Regions from separate parts of the Macaca mulatta genome. Here region 2 is linked to region 1. The links are chromatin contacts, called in public Hi-C maps. All regions are on one chromosome and are shown on one strand. The core of a region is the stretch at or near the end of the contact, and the rest is flanking DNA. Distances in the headings are between cores, read along the strand shown. Region 1 holds the start of SLC44A1 (solute carrier family 44 member 1). Region 2 holds the start of ABCA1 (ATP binding cassette subfamily A member 1).

Region 1 (2,696 bases), core at 55-2,554:
GATAAATGTGTTTTTTTTTTTTTTTTTTTTTTTTTTGAGACGGAGTCTCGCTCTGTCCCCCAGGCTGGAGTGCAGTGGCCAGATCTCAGCTCACTGCAAGCTCCGCCTCCCGGGTTCACGCCATTCTCCTGCCTCAGCCTCCCGAGTAGCTGGGACTACAGGCGCCCGCCACCTCGCCTGGCTAGTTTTTTGTATTTTTTAGTAGAGATGGGGTTTCACCAGGTTAGCCAGGATGGTCTCGATCTCCTGACCTCGTGATCCGCCCGTCTCGGCCTCCCAAAGTGCTGGGATTACAGGCTTGAGCCACCGCGCCCGGCCGATAAATGTGTTTTTTAACATTAGTCATTACCTTTAATTTCTTTCACTTTTTAACTGTTTTCACCTCACACTGTATTTCCTAACGACTCTTTTGGAACTGTAAATTTCTTGAAGATAGTGACCACGTCTACTCTAACTTGTTGCTGCTTCCTTTAGTCTTACTGATTTAGCAACAGTAACTTGGTAAGTCTCTTTTGTTCGTCTCTTTATTGCCAGTACCAGTTACTGGAACTTAGTGTGTCATAGGTATTTTTAATATAAATTAATGTCCCCTTTTTGTTTTTTGTAGACTATCCTGTATAGGAAAGTTTAGCTTAGATCCAGTATGGCTTTGACTTGCAAGCCTGGGTAACTTTTTGCCTTTTCCTCATTTCTGGCTATTTATTACCATTTCAACCTTGGGGACATTTCATTAGGTTCTTGGTCCCTTTCAAAGCTCAGTTTCCACATCAGCAAAATGGGGACAGTAGCAACAGATACTTCTTTCTTCCAGCCTTCTTATCACCTACTCTTTCTCCAGGAAAGGTTTCTTATGTACGCTTTCCTCTGAAGAAGAGCCGACAGAGCGGTAAGAAGCCATCAGGATCCTGAGTTGTGCGCCCAGTAGGGAGAGGGAGCAGTCTCGCTTGCGTCCCGGGTCCGGAAGCAATCAGGCCCCTTTTCGGCAGCGAGTTGGCCCGGTCTTCGTCTGCCTCAGCCCGCTTTGCCCTCTAGCCTCGAGGCAGAGAGCTGCCTCGGTGCCACCGCTAAATAAGCCCGGCGCCGCGCAGTCTCTGACACGCGCGGAAGGGCCCGGCCTCGTTCTGGCTGCCGCCGCCCTGCCGCCCGCACGGCGCTGCACTGGGGGCGGGGAGTCTGATGGGAGACGCGCGCGGCGCTGAGGAGGCGGCGGCCCGGGAGAGGGAGCGGGAGAGGGACTGGGCGCGGGAGGCGGGAGGCGGGGAACGGAGGGAGGCGCCGCCGCCGCCGCCGCCCGCCCCTTTCCGCTGGGGAGCAGCTGCTGCAGCAGGAGCAGAGCAGGAGCCGCGCAGCCGCCGCCGCCGGGGGATGTGGCCGGTGTCTGCCCCTAGCCGCGCCGCCTCTTGAGTACCAGCCGCCGCTGCAGCCACCGCCGCCGCCTAGCCGTGCGGGGCCAGGCCGCGCCCTCCCCGGGCGCCCGCCGGCTCGCATGCCGAGGGGCTCTGGGGCGTAGCTGCGCGCCCGGCGCCGCCTCCGGGCTCCTTCGGCCCCGCCATGGGCTGCTGCAGCTCCGCCTCCTCCGCCGCGCAGGTGAGGGGCTCCCGCCTCCCGGCCGCCCGCCCGGATGCCTCCCGTGCGCCGCGTCGCTCGGCGGGCGCCCGCCGTCCGATACCTCTCGCTGTCCCCAGCCTCCCTTGAGCGCACCGTGCAGTCCAAAGACCCCCACGCCGCCTTTCCCTCTCCCGGGTGCCGCCGATGCCCGCGCGCTGGCTCCCCGGTCCCGCCGATGCCCGCGCGCTGCTCCGCGGCTGCCGACTCGCAGGCGCCTCTGCGCGTCCCCTGGTGCGCCCTCAGCTCTTCCCGGCCCCTTCCCCACTCGGCCCCCTCCTGCCAGTCACACCTGAGCGGCCCGTCCCGCCAGCCGGCAGGTAGAGGCTGCACTGGCGCCTCCTCTGCCCCAGGTGGCATCCCCTTCCCTGTTCTTCCGGGCCTGGCTCCTCTCTTCCACCTCCGTGGAGTCTCCCCGCCATCCGTCGCCTGTTTTCTGTGCTCCTCGCAGGTGTACCCCCAGCAAGGGCTCTTCACCTCTTCCACCGAATTCCGGTTTCTGCTTCATTAGATATTCTGTCCCTTTTCTCTTGCCTGCTGCCCCCCGGCTGGGTTCAGATGTTTCAGCAGGTCCCGGAGCCCTTCCACGGCCCGCTCCGCAGACCTCGCTTGCTCGCTTGCACCCCATCCCCCCTTGGTGCCGTGACCCGGGCCCCGCGGCCTCCCAGCACTCGGAGGCCCCTGCGGGAGCGCGGATTCTGGGCTGGGAAGGAGATTGGGCACCTGGTGGGTGACGGGAGCGTTACGGAAACTCCCTCTTTGTTGCCAGTGTTACAGGAGGAAGAGGTTCCGAATTTAGTTTTTCTGTGGGCACTGGCTGAATGTTGTCGCTGAGGGCTGAGATGCAGAGATTTCTCCCAGCTTCTACCCTGCCCCCATCCAAATTTCGCCAACCTCCTTCTCTCGGATCCGAGCCCTTAACCTGGGTGGATATGTTTAGACAACTGTATGAGGATCAAATGTAATAGAACTTGACTACTGGCCACTAATAACTGGGAGGACCTGTTTGTAAATTACCTAATTTAGTGGGTTAGTGAGTGTATTTACAAATACTATAAAAAGCAATCAGGAATACTGCATCAAACTGTCTT
Region 2 (2,696 bases), core at 142-2,641, 330 kb before region 1:
TTCCACAGCACCACCTCGCCCCAGCTTCCCCATCTGCGCCCAGGCAGAAGCTGCCCCAAGAGACCAACGGCAAGGGTCTGGAAGATGGGGCGGCAGGGAACGTGGGGGAGGGAGGATTGGGCACCCCACCTCCGGGTTTCCGCAGGCTCTCCTAAGTCTTGTATTTAGAAGAAACAAAACTCGGCCGGGCGCGGTGGCTCACGCCCGTAATCCCAGCACTTTGGGAGGCCGAGACCGGTGGATCACCTGAGGTCCGGGGTTCGAGACCAGCCTGGCCATCAAGTTGAAACCTCGTCTCTACTAAAAATACAAAAATTAGCTGGGTGTGGTGACGCGCCTGTAATCCTAGCTACTCAGGAGCCTGAGGCAGGAGAACCGCTTGAACCCGGGAGGCAGAGGTTGCAGTGAGCGGAGATCGCTCCATTGCACTCCAGCCTGGGCGACAGAGCAAGACTCAAAGAAAAAAAGAAAAGAAAGAAACTCGTTCCGCGCTCTGCGCCAGGGACACCAGCTCGGCTGAGCGCACCGAGACTGTAGGCAGGACCTCCCTACCCCTCAGGTCACAAAGCCCCAAGGCCTCTAGTGAGTAATAGCACCACGGACCCCGTTTGGGACACCTCCAACTCGAGTTCTCGGGAAAAAGGACGCGCTGCTCCAGTCCCGGGGTGCATACAGCAGATTCCCAGGTCAGAACAGACCAGCTTCTTAAGAACCAAGTGAGAACTCAGTGCTGGCATTTGTCTCCGTAGGTACTGGCCGACCCGCAACCAGAGGGGTTTCTAGCCAACTCAGGCCCCTCCGAACAAAGAAGCGCTCCGTGCCGGACCTGCAACTCTCCCCACCCGGCAGCAGCGACCTCAGCACTCCCGGGCACCCCCGACCCCTCTGAGCCCGGGGTACTGCGCCCGGGTCTCCACGCCCAGAGATGCTCCCCAAGTCTCCACCGCCGGGCGAGTCCCGAGCGCAGCAGCGCAGTCCTGGGGTCGCCAGAGCTCGTCCTAGGACATCCTCTTCCCATTTACGCCGCCCCGGGTCCCATTTGGGTTGCAAGTGGTGGGCATGCGGGGCTCCGGATCAAAGTCCCCGAAACCGAGAGCTTCCCGAAGCTTCCTTGGCCTCGCAACAAAACAATAACGCCCAATAAGTCACTGGAGAGCCTCTTACCTGTTTTCCACTTTTGTGTTTGCGTCTCTTTCTCCTACCCCTTGACAAGCCTTCCGGAGAAGGGGAGAAAACAGAACGAGGGGAAAAAACAAGGAGCAAAGCGCCCTGAGAACTAGTCCTGTTGGTGCGCAGAGCCCCCCGCCCTGCTCTGCCCTGCCGCAACCCGGGAGAGAAGGGTCGGCTCGGCTCTGCTGGTCCCGGCCCCACTCACTCTCGCTCGCAATTACGGGGTTTTTGCCGAGACTAGTTCCTTTTATAGATTCGGCTGCCCGGAGCGCAGAGGTTACTATCGGTCAAAGCCTGTTCTCGCCTTCCTCCCCGCCCCCTTCCCGGCCTCTGTTTATGTAGTTCAGTCACTCAGCAGAAAGCACGTGGAGCCGCGGCCCGCCTCTTAAACGGGCGACGTTCAGCCGCCGGTGAAGCTGCTAGGGAGTTGGGAGGAGGTGGGTGGGGTGGGGGTGGAGGGTGCATCAGGTGTCTCAGGGTCCGCGGTCTGCGCCCCCGCTCCCCGCCGGGGCCCGCCGGCCTAAGACCCGCGGGAAGCGCTGAGCTCGGGGCTGCGCCGCAGACTCTCTAGTCCATGTTCCCGGCAGCCAAGGGCACCAGTGGAATTTGCTTCCTCTAAATCGTGCTTTCCGCAATCTTTTTTTCGTTTGTTAGTTTCCTCAGCCGGAGGGAGGGATTGGGGGAGAGGGAGCTCCATACGGAATCCCCCTCAGGACGCCAATCATTTTGTCTTTTGGTACCTTTCAAAGACCTAGGCTGGTCCTCTGGGTAACCGGCTGCTTTTGTTTCCCCCCCCCCCCCAACAAACCTTGACTTTAGTTTTTGATAGCGACCTACTGCCTTCGAGATTCCCAGCCTGAGCTCCCCAGGTCCCTCAGAGGACCTGAGAGGAACATCTTACTGCTTCTCTTCATAAATTGAGAGGAAGGAGGCCACAAAAACAAAAAAAGAAACAGACAAAAACACAGAACAATATGGACCAGCCCCCTTTTAATTTTCATTATATTGATCAGCCTCCCTGTGATAAAAACACAGGACTTGTATTTAGCTTGTATACATTTGTAAAGTGCAGCCAGAGAATTGCAGTCGTGTAAAATTATGTAGTCACTCCAGACCTCCAACTTCTGTTTGCCTTTGCCTGTAGGGAGCAAAACCATCCAAAACATTGGAGGGGCCAAAAAAAAAAAAAAAGGCAAGAGCAAGAATGCAGGCCTACACACCATATGTCTAAATATTTAAGTCATCCATCAAGCCAACAAACTAAATGTCTCCTGCCTTGACAAAGATACCTTTGTAACCACCTTGTGTAGATTCACGTTTAGACTCCACAGTTTGACCTGAGTTTTGGTCAGAATGAGGTGGCATGAGAGAGCGCCCCAAGCCTACTTCTCTTCCCACCTCCAGCTCCATTATATTCCAGAACTCCCACCACCTGCATGCAGACACTCAGCTGCACAAGCCCCCTCCAGGCTACAGTCAACAGGATCTCCAGGCTACAGCTCAAGCCCAGGTACCCACATCAGTGG

What was found. A called contact is a pair of places that touch in the nucleus more often than the background predicts.
Region 2: a Hi-C map of liver shows a contact between it and region 1, with 6 times the contacts expected there. The contact joins the promoter of ABCA1 here to the promoter of SLC44A1 in region 1. A contact is called at or near these places in 2 of 14 Hi-C or Micro-C datasets (fetal cortex germinal zone and liver).

What each region holds. Positions count from the first base shown.
Region 1 is chr15:53,130,354-53,133,049 of T2T-MMU8v2.0, reverse strand. SLC44A1 (solute carrier family 44 member 1) reads left to right here and starts at 1,304. Exons shown (of 15, transcript XM_077968385.1): 1 at 1,304-1,587.
Region 2 is chr15:53,463,966-53,466,661 of T2T-MMU8v2.0, reverse strand. It overlaps ABCA1 (ATP binding cassette subfamily A member 1), which reads right to left and starts at 1,391. Exons shown (of 50, transcript XM_015117158.3): 1 at 1,165-1,391.